2 separate regions of the Siniperca chuatsi genome follow, and region 1 is linked to region 2. A link is a contact called in public Hi-C data. All regions are on one chromosome and are shown on one strand. Each heading gives the region's core, a stretch centred on a gene start, on an enhancer-like site or on the middle of the called end of the contact. The rest is flanking DNA. Distances are from core to core; before and after follow the strand shown. Region 1 holds the start of LOC122867994 (ras-related protein Rab-37-like). Region 2 overlaps LOC122867327 (Na(+)/H(+) exchange regulatory cofactor NHE-RF1-like).

Evidence for each region. A called contact is a pair of places that touch in the nucleus more often than the background predicts.
Region 1: a contact with region 2 is called in a Hi-C map of liver, with 2.5 times the contacts expected there. The contact joins the promoter of LOC122867994 here to the enhancer-like site in region 2. A contact is called at or near these places in 3 of 3 Hi-C or Micro-C datasets (liver, skeletal muscle and an unstated tissue).

The regions. Positions count from the first base shown.
Region 1 is chrLG20:21,879,417-21,885,621 of ASM2008510v1, forward strand. It overlaps LOC122867994 (ras-related protein Rab-37-like), which reads right to left and starts at 1,287. Exons shown (of 9, transcript XM_044179494.1): 1 at 949-1,287. The coding sequence starts at 1,287.
Region 2 is chrLG20:21,838,155-21,844,069 of ASM2008510v1, forward strand. It overlaps LOC122867327 (Na(+)/H(+) exchange regulatory cofactor NHE-RF1-like), which reads right to left. Exons shown (of 6, transcript XM_044177996.1): 2 at 5,630-5,800; 3 at 1,722-1,875; 4 at 1,466-1,512. Among protein-coding and RNA genes, the nearest start is that of LOC122867327, 20 kb to the right of the region's middle. Within about 2 kb of position 1,262, the one cell type or tissue checked has an H3K27ac peak away from gene starts, as active enhancers do. A contact at or near this core is called in liver, where this site is marked.

The DNA of each region.
Region 1 (6,205 bases), core at 37-2,536, 41 kb after region 2:
TTTGACACCTCAGCTTTGCTGCTGTAGCATTCAGTCTGCTGACACTGTTTGCATAATGCAGCGAATGATTTCATGTCTTTTATGATGTTGTTTTTTAAACGTTGATTGTATTTCCATGCTGACTATTATTATTATTATTGTAATTACAGATGGTCGCCACTTTGGAGAGCATTGCTGGATTTTAGAGAAATTCACTGCTGTGGAAAATTCAAGTTTAAACGTTTTACAGTTAGGATGCCACATCAGCACTTACATGGTGGCCCTACTGTATCCGTCAGCCCTCCAATGTAGACCATTCCTCCTCCATCTAATCGCACACTTACAACAGGGAGTGGATATTATTTTAACAAATGAACAGGGAGACACGATCTCACCCCAGTCTAAAGAGAGACAATTTAAATAACATTTTTAAACCAGCCTGTGGTGATAATGACAGGCACAGGTCTGCAGGGGGGTGGAGGGATTCAGTGTCTTGCTGAAGAGCAAGAGAAAGTGGCCTCTCTTTAAAGCCTTATCCCCCTCCGAAGCAGCGAGAAGCAGGAAGCTTGCATGAGTGAAGAGCAGCGTTCTCAAAAGCTGACTGTTCATTACAGAAGGAATGATGTGTTTCGGGCAGATCTGACACGCAGCGAGTCTGGAAACGGCCCAAGTGAAGATCAGCACCATGGAGAGCGCAGAAGCCGGCCAGCACGGGGGCGAGCCCAGCTGGCGGACCGGGGCTCTTTGGGTACATTTCAGAAATTCCAGTAAAAAGGCTAAATGGATAAATAATAGAAAGAAAATAAAGCTTAAAGAAAGCGCACACGTGTAAAGTCATTTAGGCCTAGTTGTTGTTTTATAGAAACCAGAAACCAGTCTTGGAAAGTTTAAAATTTGAGTTTGTGCCACTAAAGCGAACCAGTCCCTGGATTTAAAAGCTAGTGTATGATGGGAACCACATCGCCATACCTTGTGCACTAATTCCTCATCGTATGTCGGAGCTGGTGGAGTCTTTGCCTGGCTGTCGGTGGTCTCTCTGGATTCGTAGCCGCTATCGGGATGAATCTCCGGGTAAGCCGTGGTGTAGTGCGCCGAGATCGGCTCCATCGACTCCATCCGCTCCATCCTGTCGTCCTCCAGTCGCTCTTTTACAGCGGAAGACCGTGGTGAGGAGAACAAAAGCTGTCCAACCACGCAACTCTCTCTCTCTCTCTCTCTCTCTCTCTCTCTCTCTCTCTTTCTCTCTCTCTCTCTCTCTCTCTCCACGCTCCTCCTTTGGAGTGAATCACAGTCAGCGGGCTTCTGCCTACATCACTTAACATTTAAAAGGCATGTCGTGATCGTTCACCCACATCACGCCGGGGGGGGGGGTTAAGATCTAGAGATGATGAGAGTGAGCAGCCACGGAGAGGATGAAGACGATGTGAAATTGGTGGAATGGGGAATGGGAGGTTGCGTGGATGCGGGGATATGAGGCAGATGGAGGGTGAGGATGAGGAGGATGTGTGAGAATGATGACCTGTGGCTCTGCGCATCACAGCTGTCATTGGAAAGTCTTCTGGGGTCAGTCCAGTCACGTCACAAGTCTTCACATTGCGAGTGAGTGAGCAAAGTCTTGCTCACTCACTTGCTCGCACTGAAACACTTTGTTTTCTGTACTGTGTTAATAGTAGATGTTTTCACATAGATGAGCAGGTTCCTTTGATACTTTTATAACAGAACATTTCAGATGCAAATACTTTTAATCCACTACAGGTATTGAACAGCACTTACTATTACTTTGCAGGTTACTAGGTTCATTTTTGGCTTTCTTTGGCACCGTTTCAGCTTTTCAGCGTCCTCCCCCCACATGTGCGGTGGTGTCCTTTCTTTCAGCACAAACTCAGCTGTAAGTCTGATTTCTCATGTTGTCTGTTTAACATTTAAAGTAGAAAGCTGCCAGAAACACCAAAATACAAGAAAGATGACACAGGCACCTAAAAACATTCAAATCTTTACTGATAATCACTCAAAATATTACTAAATATCACTATAGAACAGTTCAAGGTTGAACACATATTGTTTCACTTTTCAGACATACAAATACAGCAAACTATAATACAGTCCGTGGAACATGATTTTATCCCAACTCATGTTTGAGCCTTTTTCATTGAAAGTATTGGCATACTATTTATAACTGAAAATATTAAGAATTCAAAGTTTGAAAAATACATGAGATACTGTGTGAAAGTCACACATCAGCATTTCGAACTGGTTTTCTCAGCTTGTCTCTACATGATGTCCAATTAAAGCTGAGTTACTGTAAATAAAACCTGCTCAGTGTATTCATCGGTGAACAGACATACTCGATTTTGCATATAAAACATATGATCGTTTTATAAAATATGATGCATTGTTATAGATTAAACATGTCCAGCAATATACAGATGGGTTCAAATTAGCTCCACCTCAACCTGTTCCAATTATATACACATTTATGCATCAATAATAATACAATAATATAATACATATAATAATACAACAAAATGAATACTTTTACTTTTGGTAGTTATATCAAAGAATTTTGCTGATGATTCTTATGTACTTTTACTCAAACAAGACTTTTGCTTGTAATAGAGTGGCTTTTACAGTGGGATATTGCTACTTTTACTAATCTGAATATTTCACCACTGCTTGAGTCTGACTGAAGTCTGAGTCTCAGGTCTACGGCTGTGCTGCCGTACATATCTCTGCTGCGAGTTCCATCTGAAAATATCACATGACTTTGTCATTGTTAGCCACTGAACGTGTTGCAATGGAAACCGATCACACACCCTGAATATGTGAAAAATAGCTCTCGCATGCAACCATACACAGGGGTAACTTTGTATCTATAGGTTTTAATGATTTGTTGCACTACGTAACTTTTTAAAAAGCCTAATGGGTCAATTCTGCATGCGTCTCCATTAGCTTCCACTAGAGTTTGCAAAAGTGTCAACTTTGCAGAGCGTTTCCCTTCGTTTTTGCGGAATGAACACAGGACTGTTTGAGGTGGGTTTCTTCTGCTGGCAGCTCAGCCACTCTCCTGACATGGTGTTAATGTTTACCCGCTGGTTAATCCTGGGGTCTGTATCGTGTTTCAGAGTTGTGAACAAGTCAGGGGAAAAAACAGCCAAAGACTCAGCTGCTTTCCTCCAGCTCGACTGCAAAGGACTGATTTTTTGTTTGAAAGCTGTAGATAATGTGTGTAGATAGGGGAAACTGACTGAAGACAGGTTTCATGTCTTTTTAGCCTCCGACTCCAAGAGCGATCCCTGCGATGGCACCAGAGCTGCTGACTGTCATTGTGGCTTCAGGTGAGTACAGCACTTCTTATTTCTCTTCTTTGTCAACATTCATCTTACATGTTAAACTGGCTAAACTGGTGTAAAGTGAGGAAAAGCATCTTGTTTTTTCTGCTTTGCTTATAGTCTACATTTCTCTTACTGGCTGATGACCACCATTAGAGTTGCATACATTACATCAGTAATAAGATAATGTAGATGCGGGGGAAGATGTCCACTAAAGAACAGATTTCTGTATGTAGAGTATGATAATGCATAAAGCAGTCCAGTTTGGGAGGTAATGTGTTGGTAGAGTAATAAATGTAGTTGTTTGTGAAATGGATTCTCATGAGTAAAGTCTTTTTAAAGGCTACTTTAATAAGGTACGTAGACAAAGACTGTTCCAATTCTGGCTTAATTTTCACTAATGTTTTAAAAAAAATCTGAATGCAAAACAGCTTGTACAGACAATTTGTCAGTATGGTAACATGAAAGTAACCTGAGACAATAGATGTGTCACATGACCGGACTTTGCTGTCATTCTTTACTGAAAATGAATAAAAAAAGGTGATTTTAAAACATACAGTTCTATATAATTTAAACAAGGGATATACAGCTTATACGGTATAAAAGTTATCAGGTGGTTTAGTTTTATGGTTATTAACATGAGGCGTAACAACTTAGCCATTTTACAAATACTGTACTGTATGTATTAAAAGTCAATTCAATATAAAAGTTCAAGAATTCCAGCTACTAATTTGTTGATAACCAAAATCCTTCTAGTAATGTTGACATCATTTTAATATGCAAGTTGAAGTTATAGATGTTATGTCTATTAGATCAGAGCATGAGTTTATTTCTTGTTCTTTCATGGAAATATAATATCTTAGCTTTTTCAGAGATCATAGTTTGTGTTTTTTTTAATTCATTTTTACACATCTACAGATAGCAGACTACCACAAACCAATGAGGGGCGTCTATTCACACTTTTATTAACATTAGAAAACAGAATTGTACATTTTGTTCCATAATAATGAAGAGTTCTCCACATGAATCTCCTTGAATTACCACTTTTTTTTTTGTCAAAACACACAGATCCTTAAATAGCAAATGCGTTTTTATGCAGAATTCCAAACCAGAAAATAAAAAGGAGATTTATGAATGGCAGCCCACACTGCACGTACACAGGCATCACATAGACATGACTTTACTGGCATTTGGTGTCTGGAGACTGAGAGACATGCAGGGGGCATATTCCCCATCTTCCCCTACTGTCTTTGTATTCTATAATATGTAGAGTCCACATGTAGCCTGCTGTATAATCCCCCTTTCCCCTTCTGAAGCAGTTACAGTGTGCTGTGTGTGCACCAAAATGCACCACAGAGCGCCACAGGAAGTCCTTCCTGCCTGTGGCCATCAGACTCTTTAACCCCTCCCTCTAAGTGTCAGTCTGTATGACCCTAGGTCACTAAACTGGACATCATTAACATCACTGCACTACTTGAATAATTGTGCAATATTCTGTGTATTACTCTGTGCAATATTTAGTTTTCCTATGTTAGTTTTTCCTATTTATGGATATTGATATTACTGTATATACCTCCATTACTGCTGTGCAATATCTTAATAATCTCAATAAGCTACACTTAACTCGACAGTACATGCACCACTGCTTACTACTTATATTATTACATTGTATTATTATACTGCATTATCATCATCAACCGGTAAACCCACCTGGTACCTCACACTTATTTTATCTTATACTTATACCCACCTGGTACTTCATTTATTTTCTGACCTCATAGCGTATTATATTTTTTGCTAGTACTTTCTCCTGTGTGCACTGACGTAAAGGCGAGCTGCTGTAACAAAGAGTTTCCCTACGGGGATCAATAAAGTATTTCTGATTCTGATTCTGATTTCTCTCTTCTACCTCAGTATCCTGTGTAGCATTTTGTTTAGTGATCTTGATGCTAGCGGTGGTCCTGTACAGAAAAGATCCTCTCTGCTGCAGACTCAGACAGGACTACAGGACAGAACACTATACAGTAAGAACAACTATACTACAGTAACCACAGAAAGACTTAAGACTTCAGTTGCATCAACTTTGACTCCTTCATGCTAGATGCCAGTAGGATGAGCTGCTGGAATACAGTTGTAGCCTACATAAATGAAATACTTTATTAGTCCCCACTCAGAGAAATAGCCCTTTTACACCCCTTTAATACACTCTCTACTGTCTTTTTTGTACTATTTTTTAAAAATATGATCTAACATAACATATAGAATACAGAAGCCCACATAAGCAGTATACAAAAGTCACAAAAGAAAATCAATAAACCACCAACAACGACAAAAAAAGAGAGTACTCCCAGAGACATGGCCTGATTCCCCTGTTAGGGGGCCCCAGGGCATACATTTGCTGTTGGGCTCCCTTTATCCCCCCAACAATCAACCTTCACGCATTGACCATGCAACTACAATATAAAGTATAATAACGTAACTAAAATAAACTATTAAATAATAAAAGTCTAAATCTAGATTGTGACACAGGACTACTCTATAAGACGGTTCTACAACATTAGCTAACAATACAGGACCTGCCTTAGTTGATGCTGTCCTTTAGTGGTGCAAATTCCTGAACAAGGTCATGGTCATGGTCAACTACACAACAACACCCCTGGAGCTGATAGGGATTCTTAACTAAGGGCTCCTCAGCAGGGTGCATATTTGCCAACATAAGACCTATTCCTGCATCGTCCGCTGCCATCGTAATTAAAAAACAACCAAAATAAGAAAATCACGTTTTCTAACTTACCTCTAATAGTATCTAGCCATGCGCATAGTTTTGGTTTAATTTAACTATATTTTGAGATATTCACTTCAGAGATTTCTGCCTCCACCCCAATTCAATAGGAACA
Region 2 (5,915 bases), core at 12-2,511:
ATGTCTGTGTGTGTGTGTGTGTGTGTGTGTGTGTGTGTGTGTGTGTGTGTGTGAGAGAGAGAGGAGGAGGGTGGAGTGTTGCTGTTCCTTCCTACAGGGGAGTTTTTACTTTTGATAAAGTGCTGTGCCTCTGCAACAACAGCTGACACTGAGTGTTTAGAAAGCCTCTGCTACAGAGCACACGGAGTATTCACCGGCGGGGAGAGTGGAGCGAAACGCGTCATGTAGGATCCAGTGCTTCTGGAGCTCGACTGGGGGCTGGAAGTCAGGACATCTCGGCCTCTGGTGGTTTTTCGTCCGTCACCCCTTTAAAAACTAGCTGATAATGTTCAGTCATTATTATCGGTTTTGCTGCCTACCTTTTGTACTGATCGGCGCTACATTGACTGTCAGTGGGAAAACTGACCTGAGTGTAGAACAGTATCTTGATCACAATCTAAATATGCATTACTTTTTTTGGTAATAATATTTTATCAGTCTTGTTATATATGCGTAGCAGCCCACAATCAAATTAAATCACTATATATATATATATATATGGGTAACATGGGCTGGTCAATAATTCAAAATTATCATATGCAATAACAGATTTCAGTGGGAACATATTGTGAAGATATTTTTGTGTTCTTGTTTTACAACAAAGAAAAGAAAACCGATCGCATCACACCAGTCTTTCACCATATAACCCCTCAGGCCTTCCTTGGCGTCTCAGTGTTTTTTATGTCATCTTTTACTATTATTATTATTTTTAAAGACAGTCCATAGAGAGGCGACAGACAGGAAGCCAGGGGAGGGAGAGAGCGGTGGTATGACCTGCAACACGGGTCCCTCGCTGAAATCGAACCGTCGGCGGTGATGTGGCATGCTCTGTAGCCATTCAGCTCCCGGGGCGCTCCACCGCTGTATTATTTTTAATGCATCATGTAAAGCACTTTTAACTGCCTTTGTGTATGAAATGTGCTATACAAATAAACTCTATCCTAAAAGCTGACGATGGAGTTTTGTCTACTCTAATGCAACAGTTCATTGCACTGACATAAATCTGAGTATTTTGCATATTTTTTCCAATATTTGAAAAATATTTGAAATATTGTGATACTGATTTAAAACGGATCACCCAGCCCTAGTTTACAGTAACACTCTGCAGGGTTTTTCTACACTGAAGAGAAAAACAGTGGCAGAAATACTGGATACTTGCGTGCTTCAGTGCACAACTTATCAGTATCACCCTTCAAAATATAAATGGTTATCGGTCAGACTCGGGTCTTTTACAGTGCAGTCCTGACAGGAAACACATGAAGACAGCCAGAATGCGTCGCACAAAACTGTCCAGAACTCCTAATCTGCACCCAGGAATGTCCAGAGAGGATCAGTGGGGCTTTTCCAGGGCTCTATCTGTAAGTGTGTGTGTGTGTGTGTGTGTGTGTGTGTGTGTGTGTGTGTGCGCGCACGCAGTGGTCCTCACCTCCTCCTCCTCTGATGCTCTCTCTGACGCTGGCTCAGGAAGACGTCCTACAGGGGAAAAGAAGACATAAGGCCTCACTTCATCCATATTTATATTCATTATACAGTCGGTTATAACTCTATTTCTGATCATTTTGTTCTTGATCTATTAATGGTAAACATGCACTTTTGCGGACTCTGGCAAGTTCCAGACACTAAAAGCAGCAACTTTTACAAAGCCAAATCGGTGTGTGTGTGTAAACATCTGCGGGTCATACCAGTCACGTGCTCCTCGGTGGGCAGGATGTTGCATCTCTGGAAGAATTCTTCCGTCTCGGCATCGACCACCAGCAGTGTGGTCTCGTCTCCTCCTGCTTTGATGGCTGCCACCACCTCTGAGTGCTGCATGCCAATCACTGACACACCATTCACCTGAGAGAGAGTGGGGGGGGGGGCAGTTTGGTTGTGTTTCTCATTTAGATTCTCATTTATTATTGTTACATGGTAAGTGATTGATTGATTTGAAAAGTCTTAAATGAACTTCGTCCTAATAATAATAATGTGGCAAAAAACGAAAGCACACTGATGTTCACTGTGATGAATTAAGTTTAAACAGTCTGCTACTCCGTTTTCATAAGTGCTTTGTAGCAAAGAGCACATGAAAAACCAGGGGTGTGGTCCTTTAACCAGAACGGATTCCTTTATGTATTTAACTAAAGCTCTTTATTTAAGAAAAGCTGGACAAAAATACAAATGCAAAAGCCTTTTAATCATATTAACCATATTAAGCATAGTGCTAAAAGAACATCCACATAAACAAACCACTGTTTCATCTGAGCTCACATTCAGCAGCTGAAGGTGTTGAGACAGAATGTGACCGCTGTCTGCCATCACGGTTTAACCAGTGAGCTGCACTTTTCTTGTGGAAACACTGTTTACACTTGTTTGGGCTGCAACTATTGACACGTTTCATTATCAATCAATTTATTTATAATTTTATTAATTAGTCAGTTATTCGTTTGATCTATGAAATGCCAAAAATACAGTGATCATGTTCCCCTAGCTTAAGGCGACGTCTTTTACTGTCTTGTTTTGTCCAACCAAAAGTCCAAAACCCAAAGTTTCAATTTACAAAGATAGAAAACAGAGAAAAGCAACAAATCCTCACATTTAAGAAGCTGCAACCAAACAAGCCCAAACAAACAGCTCCAGACACTCCAGGCACTAACCACTGAGTGAAACTAGCAGCTCCTGTTCAACCTGATATATTTCAATGATCCCTGAGAGGAAAATCATTTTGCCTTCCAGGACAATAGCTGTGGAGCAGACAGGTTCAGAAACCAGCTCCGAGGCACTTTGGAACCAACAAACAAGTGATCAAACGAGTTCTCTGGTTGGGGGACAAGCTAACTGGCTGCTAGGCCACCCTGAGGTGTTCAACATTAAGTAAACAATGAAGACATTATCAAATGAATGACAACAATAAATACCTAAAAATTATATGAATTAATCAATAAATTGATAAATCCTAATTCATTTTTATGAAATGTTAGTGAGGTTATTTCATTATGTACACTTTTATTTCAATATGCCCCTTTTCAAAAGTCTGTACAATATAATGGCATGTTTCCCAATGACAACTGAATGTCACCGAACACATTTTGACACGTCACAGTAGAAAAAGCACAGGTGTAAATAATAAAATGAATGGTGGCTGAATTCCATTTAGCTGCTTCAGTTTCAGGGTCCTGGCATTGTTCATGGCTAACTGGGACACCCGAACAGGACAAAGCCATACTTAATGTTATTAGTAACACCTGTGCTTTACCTGCTATGGCAAGTCAAAATGAAAAAGGACTACCACATGCCCCCAACCTCAACCGGCAAGCTCAACAACTGCTACCAATACAGCACACAGACACAAAAACTAAACTCTCACATGCTTCCTACTTAGTCAGCTATCTGATGATGGAAGCAACTAGCTGGTTAATTCAGTCCAAAACCACTCCGTCGTTCACTCCGTCGATATTTCTGACATTTCATTTCGCATCATCACTGACAGGTGTACAGTCACACATTGTAATTTTAACATCTATAAAATGTGACGCATTGCATTGTGGGTTTGTTAGCAGAACGTACTGTAGACAACATGGACGCTACTTTTTTTACTTAATTGTTGGAATTTCTGGGGCCACTAAACAGAGCATACATTTCACACTCAAATGGCAGAGGGTAAATATACTGCGCTATATGGTAAATACAAGTCTCTCTCTTTGGTTGCTCTACCTCAGAGGTTTTCAAAAACCTCCTGCGAGGGGTGCGGAGAGTGGAAGGGCGGTGTGGAGAGTGGAAAGGCGGTGTGGAGAGTGGAAAGGCGGTGTGGAGAGTGGAAAGGCGGTGTGGAGAGTGGAAAGGCGGTGTGGAGAGTGGGACATGAGACGGCGATGCTGCCTGAGGTGAACTGTGCAATTTGACTTCGTACTGCTTCTGTGTGTGTTCAGATTTGACTGAGTTATGACATGATACACATATTTTCAGATTCAGTGTGACTCACACTTTTAGAATATCACTATCTCGGATGTCCATCGTGAATAAAAATCCATAAATTCCGCTCAGAAATCGTAGAATAAAGTAAAATAATTATAATTTCAGAACTTGCCTGAGAATAATCACGCTTTCAAGTGTCGGACTTTGAAAACCCCTGCGCTACCTAACAGGAGCTAGCTAGCTAGCTAACTGGCAGCTGGCGAGGCTGGAGCAATGTGATTGGCTGAAAGGGTTTGGTGACACCATCTGTCATGAAAAGTGACATTCTGAAATAAAATACATAAATAAATATATTTCTATAATTAAATAGAAATTAACTCCATTAAAACTCTGTTACACTGCAGATAAGGAGGATGAAATTAAATCTAATAATTATTAGTTACATTTAAATAATTTATTAAACTATTTCACCATCATTGGTTCATTTATATATATTTTTACTGTATTTATTCATATGATTATTTATCTCATAATGTCCTATTATTTATTTAATATTATGTTATTATTATAACACTTTGGCTCTCCATAGCATAGGGCAGAACATGTTATCACATTATACGTCTTTACAACTGTGGTGTAATGCATTCTTTTTCAATTTCAGATATCATCAAAGTCACCATTAAAAAATGTTTTGAGGCAGAGGACGATAAGAACATTGTGAATAATGATGATTTTTTAAGGTAAGAAAAGATGTAGTTGCTAATTTTGTGGCTGTAGAGAAAAGTAATGAATGGAATGATACCTGACAGAAGAGTAATGGTACCAGTGATGGAAAATGTTTGGCAACACTTTTATTAGAGGGCGTAGTATACAAGCATACTCCCACAGTTGGAACTAATCAAGCATCCAAGGAGATAAGTCACTGAGGAATTTCTGTGGGAGGAAGATCCAAGGTGGGAATACCGTCAGCAATCTCTCAGTCTCACCAACTCCCAACTGGCGGTGAACATTGGACAGGTGGTACAGAACACTCTGTTATATTCCTCTCCAGTGACCCTTTGAAAAACTCCCCGATCTCCATAGAAAATTCATTAAATTCCGAGCAATCTGTTTCCCGAAATCCACCTCCTACACCTCCATAATGACCTGTTAAAGCTTCTAACTCGATGTTTATACAGTATGTACAGTTGTGGTGTTACTTAATTTACACCATCCCTGTACCCCCCCTTCTCTCCTGCATGCGAGAGGCCCTGCAGACTGTTTGAGCAGGCTGTAATTCAGCCCACAGACAAAGTAAGTGGATTAACTCTGACCCTGCCATGTTCAACATGGCCAGGAGGCCTGGCCGTCACACACACACGCACACAGAGAAAATTCAGATTTCTGCTTCAAACACACACCAAAAAAAACACTCTTCACACAACACAGACACACACAGTGGCATATAGATGAACACGTCTGCACGCACACGCAAAAACATATGCACGTTACAGCTACATACACTCTCAATCTGATAATAATCTAATACCTCTTGGGATTTTAGTTTCCTGTTTGCTCACTGATGTAACAGGATTACAGCTGATACAGATACAAACACAATAAAACACACACACACACACACACACAGAATCTGGATAAATGTGAAAAAGTGACTGTGTGTGCATGTGACTTAGAGAATGAGTGAGCACATGTTGTATACCTTCATGATCTTGTCCTGTGGTCTGAGGCCTGCTCTCTGTGCTGGAGAGTCTTCATCCACAGCTCTGATAAACTGGCCTGGTTTGGACTTCTCACTGTGCAGGTTGAAGCCGTAGCCACTGGCTCCCTTCTTCAGGTGGCAAAGACGAGGCCGCAGCCCGTCTTTCTCCTCCTGCACATACAACAGGAGAAAAAACAGTTAATTAAAAGGTGTAATCAGTAATGTTTCTCTCTCTGTATAAAATAGCAATAATACGCAGTATCATCTGGACTTCATTTGTGTAGCT